2 separate regions of the Danio rerio genome follow, and region 1 is linked to region 2. A link is a contact called in public Micro-C data. All regions are on one chromosome and are shown on one strand. Each heading gives the region's core, a stretch centred on a gene start, on an enhancer-like site or on the middle of the called end of the contact. The rest is flanking DNA. Distances are from core to core; before and after follow the strand shown. Region 1 holds the start of elfn2b (extracellular leucine-rich repeat and fibronectin type III domain containing 2b). Region 2 has its middle 15 kb from the start of sgsm3.

Region 1 (5,561 bases), core at 293-2,792, 240 kb before region 2:
ACAAGACTTTTTTTTATAGTTTATAGTTTTTTTATTATAGTTTTTTTTATTATAGACTTTATTATAGTTTATAGCTTTTTTATAGTTAAAAATCTGTAATTTTACTGTTTATTTCCGGCAGCTGGGGTGCCAGAAAAAGGTAAAATAATGGTCATTAAATTCCAGAAATTTCCTTAAATTTAAATTTCTGTTAAATTTCTGTTGTTCAACCTCTGTTATTTTACAGTTAATTTCTGTAATTTAATGGTGTTATTTGTTTTTTTCTGGCACCCCAGCTGCCGGAAATAAACCGTAAAATTATCAAAAATTTTAACAGTGTATTATGTGTCTGACAGCTTTCGATGTATTTAATGTTTTGTCATTTAACTTAACACAAATACAGTAATCAAAATATGTTCATCAGCATATTAATTTGGAATTTCACCCTTAGCAGACCTGTTGCACATCTCACATTTCATCAAGAGGATTTTTAACCAGAATATGTACTTATAACTGTAAAACCAATGCTTTTTCTTGGATGATGTATCAGTAAAGTATGCTTATATTTGTCAGATTTCTAACAGCTTAAATTTTGAACATCAAACCAAAATAGCATGTTTCAGAAGATTTATAGTTGATTTAACCCCAATTTAAGAAGTTTTTGTAATTTTCCATCTATTTGAAGAGGTGCCATTTAAAGTTGCTTCAAAGGTTTTCTTACAAGTGCCAAAAAAAACTTTCCTTTATGTTATTATGGTTAATGGATAAACTGTTCACAGTGTTTAGAGACACATGTTTCTGAGACATCTGATCAAAATTGAAAGGGTGTACTGTAAAATGTTATGGTTAAGCTCAGCTTAAACTTAAGATTAGTTTTCCGTTTTATGTGTTTTCATGATAAGTTCTTTAAAGAAATATTTTTTTTCTTATTGTAAAAAACATTAATAGTAAAAAGAAAGTTTTTTTTTTTCAAAAAGTGAAATGAAAATGTATTTATTGTTCTTTATTGCCATTGATGGTTAAATAAACATAATTTAACATTAATCAACCACTTAAACTTTTAATTATACAAACTATTATTTGTGGTGGAAAATGTTCTTTATGAGAATTGTTCGTTAAAAGTATTTTCTTTTTTCAAGAGTGTAATTCTTTAGATGTTTTCACTGGTCAAGAAATCTGAAGAATCTTAAATTGTGCCTCGACCATCTCTGCAATTATTGTTAGGTGCCAGTATTTAAAGTCGGAACAGAACTGTCCATTAACATGAAGTGAGTAGGCGGATACCTTGCTATATTTGATGAATAGCTGCATGAATGAGAAAAAAAACATGCTTTTGACTAAATGCGATGGCATCTGCTCGTAACACACCGGGGTAGCTTCACATTGCGGTTGAGATCACGCAGGAGTGGCATCATCCCAGAGTGGTGTGGAGATGTAGAGAGAGGTCTACCCCGATCTTCTCTCTCTTACTCCCCCCTCCCATCTCTCTCTCTCTCTCTCTCTCTCTCTCTCTCTCTCTCTCTCTCTCTCTCTCTCTCTCTCTCTCTCTCTCTGTATCTCTCACTGATCCCACAGTGTAGTAAAGCGGATAGGCAGCTAAACAAACCGCGGAATCTTTCCGAGAAGACACCGACAGAGGTAAGAAACTTTTTCTGTAATTATATCTTAAATGTTTACAGTAGTCAATATCAATGATGCCTTGGCGCGATAGATGGACCAGCTTGTTCTACACACAGTATCGTAGATCATGCATCGTGGTTGCCCAGACTGCGCAGTGCTCAGATGAAAAGCCACCTGCACGCGCCGCGACTCACGCGCTCTCCGGAAATCATGTAGAAGCCCCTATAACGCATTTGCGCGTCTCTGGCGCAGCGCGCTTTCTGACAGAATCCATGCGTCTCAAAGCATGTGCGTTTCAAAGCAATCTTTGAAGCTGAAAATGCAGATTTGATGTGAGAGTGTTACTTGTGCATGGTGCCAAATGAATGCTCCTACATCTTCTTACAAGGCTGTAGTTCACTGGGAGCTGGTCTTAATCTATGGGCATGTAATAATCATGCAGGGCGACTGCGGGAGATGCACTTAGCGCGCACCGTTAGATCGCCGCTGACAGATGTGCGGAGAGGATTTGGTATTAATATACCATGGCGGGTTTTTGTTGGCGAGCTACGTGACACGGTTTCGGCATCCAGACGACGGAAGAAGCTTGTTCCCTCGGTATTTCATAACTTTGACTAGACTCGTGTTATTCGTGCGTATGTTTGTCAGAAAGCATTGCGTCTGCACGCACAGTGTGCTGGAATTACATTCACAGCTCAGAGGATGTGCGTGTTAGGGTGTGAGAGATTCTGAATTATGATTAGTGCTTTAAAAATGCGTTGACAAATAAATGTGACACAGGTTTTCATTACACTGCATTGTTTAGTCACAGTTTCTAGCATAACCTGTTGGACTTTTGTAGCTGTCTGTTTTTAATCAAAAATGTTTCACACTGAGAGAAAGAGAAAGAATAAGACGTTTATAATAAATTTCACAGGTAAAAGCATACAATGACCAAACTGTTTTAGTATTATTTACTAAAGATCTAAAATGTCATTCAGTGTACCAATAATTTATATAATAAAAAGCCCTGTCAGGGATAAAAGATCAGGAATCACCTGATGACATACTAAATTAGTACATTTAAGGATTACAGTTCAGCCCCAAACACGAACTAATTGTCGCATTAAATTCACTTGGCCGATATCTTTGAACCCATGGGTTTACCCTTCTATGACTTTTAATAAGTACAAATGAGAAATTGTTTGTTGTTTCATTTTAATGTAAATGTATCTGCTGAATTAAATGTTGATGGAACATTTGAAATAATGTACAGGCCCGTAGCCAACCTGGCGTAAGAGGTGGTTCTTTTTTTCTCAGAATGTGGACCTTTTTGCAGTTATTCGCCTTATTTTCTATTTAATAACGGTATTTACATACTGCATTTTAGTGACTATTTAGGCACAACTTTAATTCAAATAAATTTTAATATGGGCCACTTTTGGTGCTTTGCATCGCTTTATCAGTATTTTTTGTTTCAAGAAAACAAGATTTACAATAAAAGTTTCTTGTAAAATTTTTTCTTCATTTAAAAACAATACAGTTAAAGATGACGTCACTTACATCTGATTGTATGTTTTCTTGCACAGCTGGATGTTGAACTCATGAAAAATCATAGTTTGCATTGGCCAAAACTGATTAGCTGTAGTCACAATGATGTGACGTTCAACAGATGATTTGACTTGGTCTTAAAGCTTTTTTCAACAGGTTTTGTCAGTTTAGTGGCTAATTCAGTTGTACGAAATTTTATGATTTTTAAAAAGGAGGTGTGGCACCTAACCAAACCCCTAAACCCAAATCACACTAAATTGTACGAGTTAGATCTTACAAAATAATTAGCCACCAAATAAAAAAGTTACGAATTGACGTGAGATTGTGTTGGTTATTTTCACAATTTATGATGGAGCAGCAGTCCAAATGGGACAACTGGGCTCATGTATAGGACTCATTCTGGACCTTTGTTGTTGAGGGGTGAGAACCACCTGAACTCCCCCCCCCCACTCCCCTTGACTACAGGCCTGGATTAATAAACCCTCCACCGGTGTATGTTTTTTTAGAATAGGGTAATATCTGGCCATTTCTGTAATCCAATGGGTAAAAAAATCTAAATATTGAGACCATTGTCTTTACAGTTGTCCAATTAAGTTAGTAGAAATGGATATTACTAATAAAAAAAATAATCTTTGATATATTTATGGTACAAAATTTACCAAATATATTCATGCAACATGATCTTTACTTATTGTAATAATTTTTAGCATACACGAAAAAAATGATAATTTTGACATATGTTAGTTAGTTACCTAACTTTATTTGTTCCCATAGGAAATTTTATTTGCAGCATACAATCACAGAGACTTCTGACATTTCACATTTTGCATGTACAGTTTAAGTCAGAATTATTTGCCCGCCTTTTTATTTTTTGTCTTTTATTTCCCAAATGATGTTTAACAGAGCAATGAAATTTTCACAGTATGTCTGATAATATTTTTTCTTCTGGGAAAAGTCTTATTTGTTCTGTTTTGGCTAGAATAAAAGCAGTTTTTAATAATAATAAGAAAAATTAAGGTCAATCTTCTCTCCGTTAAACAAAAATCAGAGGAAAAATAAACAGGGGTGCTAATAATTTAAGGGGGGTAATAATTTTGACTTGTATATAAATAATTATATAATTGTACATAAATAATTTATTTAAAAAACATGATACCCTCTAAATAAATTTCCAGTTTACTAGCCATCAACTGCTGCTAAGGGAGGAGAAATTAAAAAACCTAATTGCTTGGGGTATAAATGTTTTCCCCCCCTATTTCTTACACACCTGGGAACACAATATCAACAATTAAAGGTGTTTGATAAAGGATGCCTCTCATCATTGATAATCATGATACCCTTATTCAGTACTGTTAATTTGTTTATACTATTAAATATATTGACCACCACAATGTATTTTTGGCTATTACTACAAATATACTTGCAGCATCAGACTGCTTTTGTGGTCCAGGGTCACATACATAAAAACTCTTTGATTTAAATTGCGTAGATGTAAACCATATTTAATCAATGTCATTTTCAAAAAGCACGAGGGCTGCCCAACTGAATAAATGCTTGGCTGTGATTGGGCACAAAGCCACTGGTATAATTACAGTGGTGCTGATGTTCAGAATGATTGTGATTCTGATATTCTTAAGTTATAATGCCAACTAATTTAGACAATTGCTTGACTTATTTTATTTGTACACCGATCCCAAAGCATCAGTCAGCTAAAATCACACAGCATCATTTACCATTACTATAGTAAAACATCTAAAACTGAAGGAAAATTTTGAAATCAGTGCCAATAAATGGGTTGAGAGTGCTTATAGCAGAGCTTAGCTGGATTACAATTCCATTGGTTTGCAGAGCTGGGAGTCACAGTGCTCCATCTCACTCACTATCAGCCATTGATACTCGAAGCAATTAGCTCAGTTCTTCAGCCACATGAGCTCTGTGTTTGCACAGACGGCTCAAATGCCTGTGGACACAAAGGTCAAGCCACTAGCATGGTGAAGTGGAAGACATTTTGGACAGCATCTACCAGCACAAATGTGTGTTTTTTTAGCGGAACCCTCAAGCTTTATGGTTTGAGGGAGCACAATCTGGTCTTTAAATGCCCAGATCTGCTTTATGCTACTCATTGTGTGAGATGAAACAAGCATAATGAAGGAAACCGTAGAAGATGTTGTTCTTGTGTAGTTGATGCATCCTTTATCTCACTGCACAGAGAGGCAGTAATTATGATGCCAAGCTCAACTGTCCCTTTGCTGCAAATACATCCCTAAAGATCGAATCCCTACAGGCTTTCAATGTGCCTTTTAATTAGAGCCTTATAATGATATAAAAGAGACAGAGCCTGAGTATGTGTGTTGAGGAGGAGGGGTGTCTTATATTCTGCTTCTCATTAATGAACAATCGCTTTGGTTTTATAATGAATACTGTGGCTATTG
Region 2 (5,900 bases), core at 2,332-4,831:
CAACTAGCTGGTTGTTATCATGGAATAAACCACTGATGGTAAATCCAATAAGATCATTTGATTACACTGTTTTAAAATCATTATGAACAATATTGCTAAAATATTAATGTACTATTAATACTTCGAACCTTTAGATAATTTTTTTTCAATACAGCTGGAAATTTTAAACAGAAAAATATAACTGCTCTCTAGAATCAGGTATTACAAAGATAATCTATACAGTTGAAGTCAAAATTATTAACCCCCTTTGTTTTATTTATTTATTTATTTTTTGTTTGTTTTAAATATTTCCCAAATAATGTTTAGCAGTGTAAGGAAATTTTCACAGTATGTCTGATAATATTTTTCTTTTAAAGTAAGTCTTATTTGTTTTATTTCAGCTAGAATAATAAGGTAAATATTTTTAGCCCTTTAAGCTATATTGTTTTTCAACTGTCTACAGAACAAACCATTGCTACACAATAACTTACCTAATTACCCTAAACTGCCTAGTTAATCTAATTAACCTAGTTAAGCTTTTAAATGTCACTTTGTGTGGTTTATTCATAAACTAAGTTCGAGAGGATCACGTGCTTATAATCAACACGGCTGGCTCCTTGTTAGCTCCGTAATCAGCCCTATCAGATGATTACGGAAGCATTATAAATAACCTGAGTTTTTTACTCCAGTTATCTTCGTCTTGAAGGCCCCATCGGGCCGGTTGGTGTTTCTGTGTGGAGTTTGCATGTTCTCCCCGTGTTCGCGTGGGTTTTCCCCGGGTTCCCCGGTTTCCTCCCACCGTCCAAAAACATAAACTATAGCCAATCGACTAAAACAAATTATCACCCAATACAACCTGAGTTTACACTTCTCACGGTGACAAGCAGGGGAGTTCTCGAGACCTACCTGACCTCGAATTCCCCTCTCGCCCTTCTAACAGGAGGGAGCCCCGGGCTCGAGGATATTACAAGCTCAGGGCTCTCTCCCTGGACAGCATGCCAAATATGCTTTATTGATTATCAGCTAAGTGTGAACTCTTGAAAGGCTGTATAGAAGTGTCTTGAAAAACATCTAGTCAAATATTATTTACTGTCATCATGGCAAAGATAAAATTAATCAGTTATTAGTGATACGTTTTTAAAACATTTTTAAACATAATAGTTTTAAAAACGTATCTCTAATAACTGATTAATTTTATCTTTGCCATGATGACAGTAAATAATATTTGACTAGATGTTTATTTGACAGAATGTTGACAAAATAGAACATTCAATAACAATACCTTTTGCAAGAATTAACTGACAGATTTTTTTCACTTAATTTTTCTTTCTATTAGACTAATATTGTAAGTATATTTATTTCTTACAGATCTGTCTTTTCCCAGATAGCTACCCAGCAGTCCATTCCCTCAATTACTTCATATCCATATCAGTCCATCTCTATGAGCTGGCATGAGCCCAACAGTAACTACCTTACAGCCGAGATCAAAATATCTTTCTTTTTCCTTATTATAAAACTATTAACAACTTAAGTTAAAATATCTTTCACTCACAGAAACTACATTTATCATCTCTGTACCTGGAGACATGCTTAACTGTTAAATCTTTCATTCAGCATCATTCATAGACTTCATTTGTCACTAGCTATTGATTTGCTGTTCCAAGACATCCTGCTCTCTTGTCTCTGCTGCATCACTCACTTGTGTCAGAAGGGTCTTGTATTAATATTGTCATAGGTTGCATACAAATGAACCAAATAAGCCAAGATTTATTCAAGACTTTAGGAGGCTCTTGCTTGTCACCTGTAAAGTTTAAGGATATTGATCTTGAATTTAAAAATACTTTTAAAATTAACTTTCTCTAGGAATACATTTTGATTATCTTATCTTGTACCCCAGATAAACACTATTACACAAAAGTAAAGTGCTGTGTTCCCCCATGAGTACTGGTGTTCTTTCACAAAACTTTGCTTTTTTTCACACTGTGAAACAAGAGAAGATAAGAATAATCAAAACATTCTTATTAACTTAAAACATTTAAGTAAACAAACAGTTTTTTACACTTAAATAAATCATTGGTGTAACCTAATTTAATTAAACTATTTATGTTTAATCAATTTTGCTTGAATAATCATGTGAAGACAACTTACTTTTGTGAAGCCATTACAATTCTGTTGCTTAATGTCTGTTAATTATTGCAGTTTAAACTGCAACTGCTTTAATAAAGCCTAGTAGATTGACATTATGTATGATGAAACGACAAGCAGCATTGTTGTAAAAGAATCTGCCAACATCCAAAGATTAAGTGCTATTTTTCTGGAAAGTGGTAACCTCAAAACTCAAAACATTACATGACACTCTTTTAAATCTTTAAATCAAGTGAAAATTAGACCTGAATGTGTCTTTCTCTTATATTATAACACCCAAGATTACTTCACTAATTAAAAGGCTATTTGTGCTTGTTTACATAAACATCACATTATTTCAGATATTTTATGGTTAATGTGTTAGTTAGCAATAAAAAGACCATAATATATTAGTTGTAACATAAAAAAAGTATTCAGACCCCCTCAAAAAATTTCACCTCTTATCATATTGCAGCCATTTGCCAAAATCATTTTTTTTCCTCATTAATGTAAACACAGCCCTGTATATTGACAGAAAAACACAAAATTGTTGACATTTTTGCATTTTTATTAAAAAAGTAAAACTCCAACTAGTACTATAATGCCATGCAAAAATATATAAATTCTGCCTATAGTCAAATATTGTGTTCATATAGAATTTCTTCAGTCAAAAACACTGGAATATGATTATTGTTTAAATCAAATTTACTCTATTTTTATTTCAGTTTTCGGATTTACAGACACAAAATAGTTGTCTTCTGTCATAAAAGCATTGCTTTCTCCTGTGAAACTTTGCTTTCTCTCACAAAAGTGCTATTACCCCCCATAAAACTTGCATTCTCTTGTGAAACTTTTTGTTCTTTTCTAAAAGAGTCACATGCTCTAAAAGAAAGTTTGCATTCTCTCAATAAACATTTTTGTTTCCCCATTTACACAAAATTTATGGGAAGAGAGTATTTCCTGTTGTTTACTATTAAGACATTATTTAACACCAAAAAAGATCTCTAAACCCATTTTACACTTGTATTGTAACCTTATCATCTGTAGCTCTGCTTGTTTACAATGTAATTTTTGCTGTTTTATGCTTTGCATCTTACATTAAGAAAATAATCTCTTGCGCTTGTGTAGTTTAATTTGTGCATCGTATTTCCAGTCCCATCTGCACTTTTATTGGACTCTTATCTCGAGCTAATTTGCTTTGAGTAAATCTAGATTTGTGTTCTCTTGCATTCTTTCACAAAAGTGTTACTTTCCAGTAAATTATTAAATTGCATTCTCTCCTGAAACTTTGTATCTTTCACAAAAGCGTTGCGTGCCCCCATCAATCTTTGCATCCTCTTACAACACAGTTGTGTTCTTTCATATCGCATTCACCCTAGAAAATCTACATTGGAACATATGTTTTCCCTCTATGTCATTTGGTTTGACCTTGCATAAACATGTCCCTGTAAGGCTTTGTACCGTTAAATTTATGGGCTGTCCTCTCTGTGTTTTGAAACTTCCCCACATAAGGAAACGCAGCTGAAACCTCTTGAAATATCTTCTTTTGTGTTTCACACAAAAGAAGAATGTCATACAGGTTTGGAATGACATTAAGTTGAAAAAACAATGACAGAATTTCCCCCTCTTTTCATGATGTATTCCTTCAACTAAAGCTGGAGATTTTAAAAAATCATTATCTTGTCCTTCCATGCAAAAACAGGGCTCCAGTTAACACATTACTCAAGCTCGCTGGAATTAGAAAGCTCAAGGCTATCGCCAAACATCGTGCTTATTTCTCATTGTCAGATCTCTGCTGTCATATTTGACCCAATGGAGAGTAACTAGTAAGGCTGATTCATAGAGTATAAAAGGGTAGACATCAGCCTTTGTGTTGTTTGGATAGTACGAAGGCGGCACAGACGCTGAACTCTTGCCCTGCTCCTTAAGGACTGGAAATCCAGCTTTGCCTTCAGAATCCCAGAAGAGAAAATGTTATTTTCAATTTCTTTGCGTCACAGTTGAACAGATGGAGTCAGGACAAATGTAATCTGTTGAAGGTTGACGGATTAAGGATTGTCCAAGCCTGTCATATTTCTTCATAGGATGGTCAAGTACAAAGAATGTAGTTTCTGAGATTTTACCTTCTGATGTAATCACCCACTCTGTACACCTATAGTGACCAGTTTATACATCATTAAACCCCCAAACATACTTATGCGGTTTATGAAGACCAATCATAGGAATAATATACTCTGTACTGTCAAAAAAAACACTTAATAAGGCTTTTACCTAAACCTAACGCTAAGCCTAAACCTCACAGAAAACCTGTGGCAAAGTTTGAATGTCAAAAGACCCTGTTAAGTGTGGTAACTGTTAAAGGTGCTTTATGTAAGCTTTTGACTTTTCTAAAGCATAAGAATACCATGATATGTTTACAGCTTTTAAGAAACAGCTAAGTGAACGTTCTTGTTAATCTGAAATACAATGCTGAAGTCAGATATTCTTCTTTGAAAATGTGCTTTACGTGCTGAAATATCTGTCTTTGTTTTGGTCACTTTAACCCGCTTAATGCCAGTTTAGCCTACTATATTTTAGCACCTTGGGTTGCCTTGGTGGAAAACAGTGTATTTCATTTATTCAGTTATGAAGGCTCTCAAAGTATGCGTCTGGGACCAAAATGTGAACTCCGGTGGACACTGACAGTAGCAAACTCTGAAATAAGACGCAGATTCAGAGTTCCACATGAGATGGTTATTATTTAGCAAATAATCTAAATATTATGAACGTAAACAGGTGAGCAGGTTACTTGAGGCGATTTGCAGTGATAAGCAGTTTAGCTGTTTGCACCAGATGAAATACAACAGAAATTTAAATACAGCCATTCAGAAGCACAGAATAGTGCACTTACTGCACTCCAATGAAATGGTGAGGTTTAAAATCTGATTAATACATAGTAAACCTCTTTAACATTATTAAATGTACATGCTGAATCACTGATGTTTGTTGGTTCAGCTGCAAGAAATAGAAGCCATTTCTAATATATATATTTCAGGTGATGATTAAAACAAAAACTAATTTTAATATGGAAAATAATCAGTCTATTAAGTAATGTTGCTTTTATTTACAACACAATTTAAATCGGCCTTAAATCAGCCTTTAGACTCGATCCTCAGGCACACACTGCTGTTTGTCTCGAAAATCTGGCAACCTGCAATTGTGTGCATTTTGAACAAAGAGTGCAATACCTAGTTGAACCACTGGGTGTCAAACTTACTAACTACACCTTTAAGCTTTTTGAATTTCAAAGTCCTCATAAACCACCTTAACAATATAACCGGTGTATCAAACCCATTTCATTACACAAATATGTCCTTGTAAACCACATAAACAAATAGACAAACACACAAGCACAGAGACTGCAGTTGCAGATTTCTGAAACCTGTAATGTAATGTATTCAGTAGATATATTAAATGCTCCCTCAAGCACGCACTGACACAAACATAGTTATTTTCACAGGTATAATAAAGGAGTTCACGGCATGAACTGTGGATCCTGTAGATTCTATGGCACTTCCTCTCTCAAGCCTTTTAAATGCCTGAGCTTGACTGTCAGAGTGAATAGCGATGATTAGCATATGTGCAGAGACACACACACAGATGAATGAGCGCATCAGCAGAGCTCTTTTACAAGCAACTGTATAATCTGACCTGTGCAACAAAAAGAGACAAAGACAGACTGTTGGAAAACTAGTATTCTTTGTTGTTCTTTATGTACCCTGTTTACAATGATTTTATAGTAATTAATTGTTTAAAAT

The links. Hi-C and Micro-C count contacts between places; a contact is called where the count stands out from the background.
Region 1: a Micro-C map of caudal fin shows a contact between it and region 2, with 6 times the contacts expected there. The contact joins the promoter of elfn2b here to the enhancer-like site in region 2. A contact is called at or near these places in 7 of 18 Hi-C or Micro-C datasets (caudal fin, embryo, hematopoietic stem cells and 2 more) and 1 of 4 datasets of contacts at active chromatin or transcription factors (caudal fin).

The regions. Positions count from the first base shown.
Region 1 is chr3:32,546,293-32,551,853 of GRCz12tu, reverse strand. elfn2b (extracellular leucine-rich repeat and fibronectin type III domain containing 2b) reads left to right here and starts at 1,542. Exons shown (of 4, transcript XM_068219140.2): 1 at 1,542-1,617.
Region 2 is chr3:32,311,797-32,317,696 of GRCz12tu, reverse strand. No RefSeq gene overlaps it. Among named protein-coding and RNA genes, the nearest start is that of sgsm3, 15 kb to the right of the region's middle. Within about 2 kb of position 3,581, at least 3 of the 62 cell types and tissues checked have an H3K27ac peak or open chromatin away from gene starts, as enhancers often do.